Regions from separate parts of the Mus musculus genome. Here region 2 is linked to region 1. A link is a contact called in public promoter capture Hi-C data. All regions are on one chromosome and are shown on one strand. The core of a region is the stretch at or near the end of the contact, and the rest is flanking DNA. Distances in the headings are between cores, read along the strand shown. Region 1 overlaps Ttc7 (tetratricopeptide repeat domain 7). Region 2 has its middle 28 kb from the start of Gm30938.

Region 1 (2,700 bases), core at 26-2,525:
GCAGCAGGCTTCTTCTCCCCCCCCCCCCCATGCTGGTTACCTAGCAACACAGCCAATGAAACTGCCGCATGGAGACCAAGAGAGGGAGCGACCTAAATCATGCCACAGAACTCATCCGTTATTCCTATGGGGTGAAGCATGAGGCATATTTATATCTGCCCAGCCGTACCTTCTGGAAGGTACGGAACCTGGGTTCCTACCTTGGGCTCAGCAAAGGCAAGCTCTGGCCAGCCACTCCTTTGAGGTCTGCCAGGATAGTCAGGCAAATGGATTTGGCATGCAGGATTCTCAGGGCGGTGGGATTGGAGAATGCCTTCTACAACAGTCTCCCGTGCACTGGGTGCATGGGTGGGAGAAGACCAATGTCTGCAGCCTGTGTAGCCTCAGATATGAGGAACTGCTCACCACTCCAACTCCCCATGCCCACCTTGCTGGATCATGAATGAGCCAGAGTAGGTGATGGCTTCCCAGAGGCCGGAGTCTGGACCACTTTGGGTCCAGCTTCCCCATAAGGAGGAGAAAGATCCCACATTTGTGGGTCCTTTTCCTGAGGCTGGGGCCTCCAGGAACTCTCTCGAAATTGAAGCTTTCATGGATAGTTTTTTGTTCTTTTGTTTTGTGTTTGTTAGTTAGTTTGTTTGTTTTTAAAGGGGGTAGCTTAAAAAAAATCCACCTCCCCGGGAGCACTGCAGGACTCTAGGTTGTTCCTCATCTCCGCTATGCTAAGGCTAAAGGTGTTTCCTGTTTGGGGGAAAGCAGGAAGAAGCTGTCCCATGCTGCTGTGTATGCAGGATCCGCATCAGGTCCCGCCGCACCCCCCCTCCCCCCCAGCCTTCTGTTACTCCCTAGACAGGCTGGTTCCTTCAAGTCCTACATAGCTCTGTTTGCACTACGGTCGTTTGGCCCCTCCCACTCGGCTCACACTGCCCTCTGCCTGGAGTGCCCGCTGTCCTCCTCCTCTCCATTCATCTCGTGCTGCTTGCTCCTAGGGAGTGTCCCCCCAATCCTGCAGGGCCAGCCCTGTCTGTATTCGGATTTCTCCCGGAGTTCTGATAACTCCCTGCTGAGCAGAGCCAAGGTCGGTTGTGCTGTGACTTTGAGATGCTCTGGGAGGTGGGCCCTGTGATGGAGAAGGGCTGGGAAGAGCAGATACCCAGCAGAGGATGCCCGAGGAGCCTCCCCGCTGACTTTGGCTGTGCTCTGCAGACAGTCTGACAAGCCTGCAGCGCCTGAACCTCCTCCCTGCCAGGCCCTGGCCTGTCTTACTGAAGAGACCCAGGGCTGGCGGCAGCCCCCATCCGCGGAGGCGGTACTGGCACACTGGGAAGGCCTCCTCGGAGAGGCTGTGGGGCTAGAAATGGAATGTAGCGCAGATGGGCAGGGGGCGAGGGAATTCCCTCAGCCCCACAAAAGGGCTCTGGGTATTTACAGCTCTTGAAACAGTCTGTGAGCTCAGACCACCTTGTTTCCTGCATTCATAGCATCCTCAGACACATCTCCCTCAGCCCCCAGCTCCGGAAAGCCTCTCCTTTCATGTCTCTGCTTAAAATAGAGGCTTACATAAGCATCGTTCTGATCTGAGCAAAAATCAGGAATGCTGGAGCAGGTGCTGGGCAGATGGAGGGCGAATGCCTGCCTACCCTGGCTCTGGGCAGAGCTGGGCTCTTCTGCTGCCTCCACCCAGGCACCTCTTGCTACATCATCATCATCATTATCATCGACCCTCTTAGGCACGCTCCCGACTCCCAACTGCAAACACCCCGTGGCGGACCACAGGAAGAGAGAAACACCCACGCCCACACCTGCGCATGGGCACGCTCACCATCGCTAGCACGTGAACACAGCGCCTTCCCCATCCACCTCAGGGAGTCATCCCAATACTGGGCCACCAACGTCTCCAGCACCAAACTCTGAGACACCACCCCCAGGAGAGATCGGAGCAGGCGTCGGGCAAACCCCCGCCCCCACAGCCCCAGCCTTACCTTCCCACAAGCCACCATGGAGAGGGCCACTTGGTACCAAAGGTGAAATTCTCCAAAAGCACACTTCATGGCTCGCTCTAGGCACTGGGGAGGAACACGCAGTCAGCACTGCCCCACCAGCCGCCTGCTTGCCTCGTCCCTCACAGGCTAACCATGACCCGAGTCGCTGCCTTCAGAGGGCCGCAGGGCAGCCTGGGAATACAGGGACAATCCAGCCCCTGCACACAGGCACTGTGATGAGGCACGACAGTTGTCTCACCCTCTGTAGTCCTAGGTGCCCACCTCCATTCTACATGGATGGCTTCAGACAGCCATTTTGGATGTGCAAATGAAATAAGGCTTATGAAATAAAAAATAACTAGTGTTTATTATCACGGGGCACGGTAGTGATACCCGTGTAGCACGTGTATGTTTACACGTATCAACTTCTTCCTAACCACCATAAGGTAAGGTCTCTAATGACCCCCACTGCGCAGAAAGTGAACCGTGAAAGAGGCCAGGGTGGCTGATGTGGAGGTCACAGGGCTAGTGACAGGCAGGCCAGTCTGAGAGAAAAGGGCAAGTGGGGAAAGACCAACGGTCACCTCATGTGATTCTGTGAATGACTAAGTTCCCAGGAAGTGAGGTAGGCTGAGTGACTGACCCTACCTCTGATAGCATGACATACTGGCCTCGCCGGCCCAGCGTGATGCTCAGGAGGTCATAAATGGCTGAAGCA
Region 2 (2,700 bases), core at 138-2,637, 170 kb before region 1:
AGAGAGCTCTGGGGACTCCAGCCATGTGGACATTTCATCAGTGTCTTTCCCTAGCCCTGGGCTCCATTCCCACAGCGGACAACTGTTTCATTTGTGGGTTTCAATTATAAGCACACCTCAGTGGTTTTTGTTTTTGTTGTTTTTCTTTCCCTTGTAGAAGCTTCTCTGTTTTACCAGACACCGGGTACTTAAAGAAAGTAGCTTTTTGTCTCAGCTGGGGACAGAGACTCTGTTGGACCCGATAGGCTTCTCATCTTTCCCTGCTGCTGGCTCTGGGCTGACAACCCTGGGTCGTGGATTGCAGGGGATTAGGAGAGAAAAACAACAAAACAAATGTGCCCATCTAGTGGGGTCTGTTGTGTCGGCACCGGGGATGGAGACAGATCAGTCATCTCTGAAGATACTGCAACAGGAAGTGAAACGCCCCGCTCTTGCAGTTCCAAGGAGGCAGGGGCTGGAGCTCAGAGCCCAGCTAGCTCTTAATGGGTTGGTTCCTCAGCTAGCCCAGGTAGACTTCCTGGGCATGGGACAGCTGAGGTCTGCAGCCAGGGTTTGCAGCGGGAGGGGGGGGTTGGGGTGGGGGTGAGGGTGGGGGGGTGTGAGGGTGGCGGGGTGGGAGGGGGAGGGGGGCTTGCAGCGGGGGAGGGGCTTGCGGCTTGCAGCAGTCTACCACCATCCCATCCCTAGCAGCCCTCCTCTGCTTAGCCTGCTGCATTGCACCATGCCACTGATTTAGTGAAGACATCATCTGCACCCCCTTCTGAGAGCTGCTGGCTGCTGCAGAGAAGGGCTCATATCCACCGGCATATGGCTTTTTAAAGTGATAAATTGCATTAGCAACTTTCTTATTAGCTCTGCTGTCAGGAGGGAGCTCCTGCCGCACTAGCTTTCGAAGGCTGATGTAGAGCTTCCTGGCCATTAATTACCTTGCCAAGGACTAAAGGGATGGGGGGGGGGGGTGCTGTCCATGGATGGGTGGAGGTCCCTATTCCCTAGGCCCATGCCCCTCCTCTCCCTTAGTGAGAGAAAGGTTTCGAAAGACCTGGCTTGGTAACCCTTGAATTATCTTAGGTCTGGTTCTACACTGGTTATAGCCTTGGGCTCCTGATTTCTGTGGGTGGGGGCACAGGATACCCAGAGACCTTCTGGGCTGCTTAGAGCTAGCTCTCCCTCAGGGCAACTAGGATCTGGAGGTCTGGAATCTGCACTACATCTCGTTGGAGCTTTGTTTTCAAGGCAGAGGTTGGACTGGGGCCCAGAAAGGTGTTCTGGCCTCTCCTTTGGGGTTTGAGGCCGGTAGTTCTTCTCATTCGTCCTAGTTCCCCGCCCCAGACAGCTGAAAAGTCTCCCCCTTGAAGGTGACATCATGTCTTCTGTTCAGTCCCCTCTTGGTGGCTATCCAGGGAACTGCATATTCTGGATGCTCAAGCCAGATTTCCACCAACTCAGGCTTCCCACTTACATGCGAATTACATAAAGTGCAAACATACTGAGAGGCAGCAGTAAGAGGAAACACAGCCCAGCTTCTCAGCGTGTTTACTCTCCCAGACTAATAAACATCTCTAGGGTCTCTGACAAAAGAAACAGCTTCAGGAAAGATGCCCAGCGGATCCCTGGGAAGTGGGCCCCTCTCAGTCCTGGCCATGCAGGGCAGCAGCAGCTCTGCGTCGATCTAAGACTGTCTGGGTGGAGGACAGTGGACATAACTGCAGAGAAATTGTTTCTCTGGTTACATGAAAAAGCAGAGGGATAGGTCTGGTGCTGTAAGAACTTCGTGAGTCAAGTCTATATCAGCTTCTCCTTCTGAGAAACCATGCCCCAAGGCTCCTGCAGTCATAATTCCCTGTTCCCACGTGCTCTGGCTCAAAGGGGAGGTGGGGGAGGAAGTGGGAGGAGGGAAGGTGTGTGCAGAGAAGAGAGAGCAAGGCAGGCTGAGTTTCTCATCACCATGCACCCCAAGGCTGCCTGGATGAAATCTCTGAAAGATCTGATGATAGATTTGCACAAATGTGGCCTCAGATACTATATTATCTTGAACCTTAAATTGAAGTAATTTCCGCTCTGTGAAATCAGAGAAGCACTCTTCTTTCTTGTCACTTCTTTGAAGTCTAACCTTAACGACATGCCCAAAGGATAGAACCATGCCTTCGAGGTTTCATGGCTGCCAGTTTATTCTTCTGGTACCGAGGCTGTCCCCCATGATTTCCATCCTGAGTTCTTTTGAGAATTAGAAGGCACAGATCTGTCTCTCCCTCTCTGGGCTTGAGGGGTGTGTCTAGACTTTTGCCCAGGGTTCAAAGGTCACCTTTAGAGCATGCTTCTGACCTGGTCCACCTGGCTCTCCTCCACCCTCTTGGTGAGTGCAGGCCTGGGGCTTGGCTCCTCCTCCCAGGCAGGTGCTACACATCCCCTCCCTCTGTCTTCCCTTCCCAAGACATTTCTTAGGACTTGTATCCTAAACCTCCTTAACCTTAACCTTCTCTGCTTCTCTGCTTGTTTCCCTCCCTCTGCTTGTCACTGAGGGGACACACACACACAGAGACACGGACAGACAGACAGACAGACAGACACACACACACACACACAAAGAGAGAGAGAGAGAGAGAGAGAGAGAGAGAGAGAGAGAGAGAGAGAGAGAGAGAGAGATTACAACTCTGAGCTGGAGCCAGGTGTGGGATTGCTTGCCTGCTGTCCCACTAT

What was found. Promoter capture Hi-C pulls out the DNA fragments that hold promoters and counts their contacts.
Region 2: a contact with region 1 is called in a promoter capture Hi-C map of hippocampal neurons, with 1.8 times the contacts expected there. The contact joins two enhancer-like sites. A contact is called at or near these places in 4 of 39 promoter capture datasets (cranial neural crest, hippocampal neurons, liver and 1 more), 4 of 484 Hi-C or Micro-C datasets (bone marrow-derived macrophages, cerebral cortex, cortical neurons and 1 more), 4 of 115 datasets of contacts at active chromatin or transcription factors (double positive thymocytes, embryonic basal ganglia, embryonic stem cells and 1 more) and 4 of 9 other capture datasets (adipose tissue, embryonic stem cells, liver and 1 more).

What each region holds. Positions count from the first base shown.
Region 1 is chr17:87,329,391-87,332,090 of GRCm38.p6, reverse strand. Ttc7 (tetratricopeptide repeat domain 7) reads right to left here. Exons shown (of 20, transcript NM_028639.3): 9 at 2,631-2,700; 10 at 1,983-2,066. Among named protein-coding and RNA genes, the nearest start is that of Gm52284, 24 kb to the right of the region's middle. Within about 2 kb of position 1,275, at least 85 of the 459 cell types and tissues checked have an H3K27ac peak or open chromatin away from gene starts, as enhancers often do. A contact at or near this core is called in cerebral cortex, cortical neurons and hippocampal neurons, where this site is marked.
Region 2 is chr17:87,500,923-87,503,622 of GRCm38.p6, reverse strand. No RefSeq gene overlaps it. Among named protein-coding and RNA genes, the nearest start is that of Gm30938, 28 kb to the right of the region's middle. Within about 2 kb of position 1,387, at least 95 of the 459 cell types and tissues checked have an H3K27ac peak or open chromatin away from gene starts, as enhancers often do. A contact at or near this core is called in cerebral cortex, cortical neurons and hippocampal neurons, where this site is marked.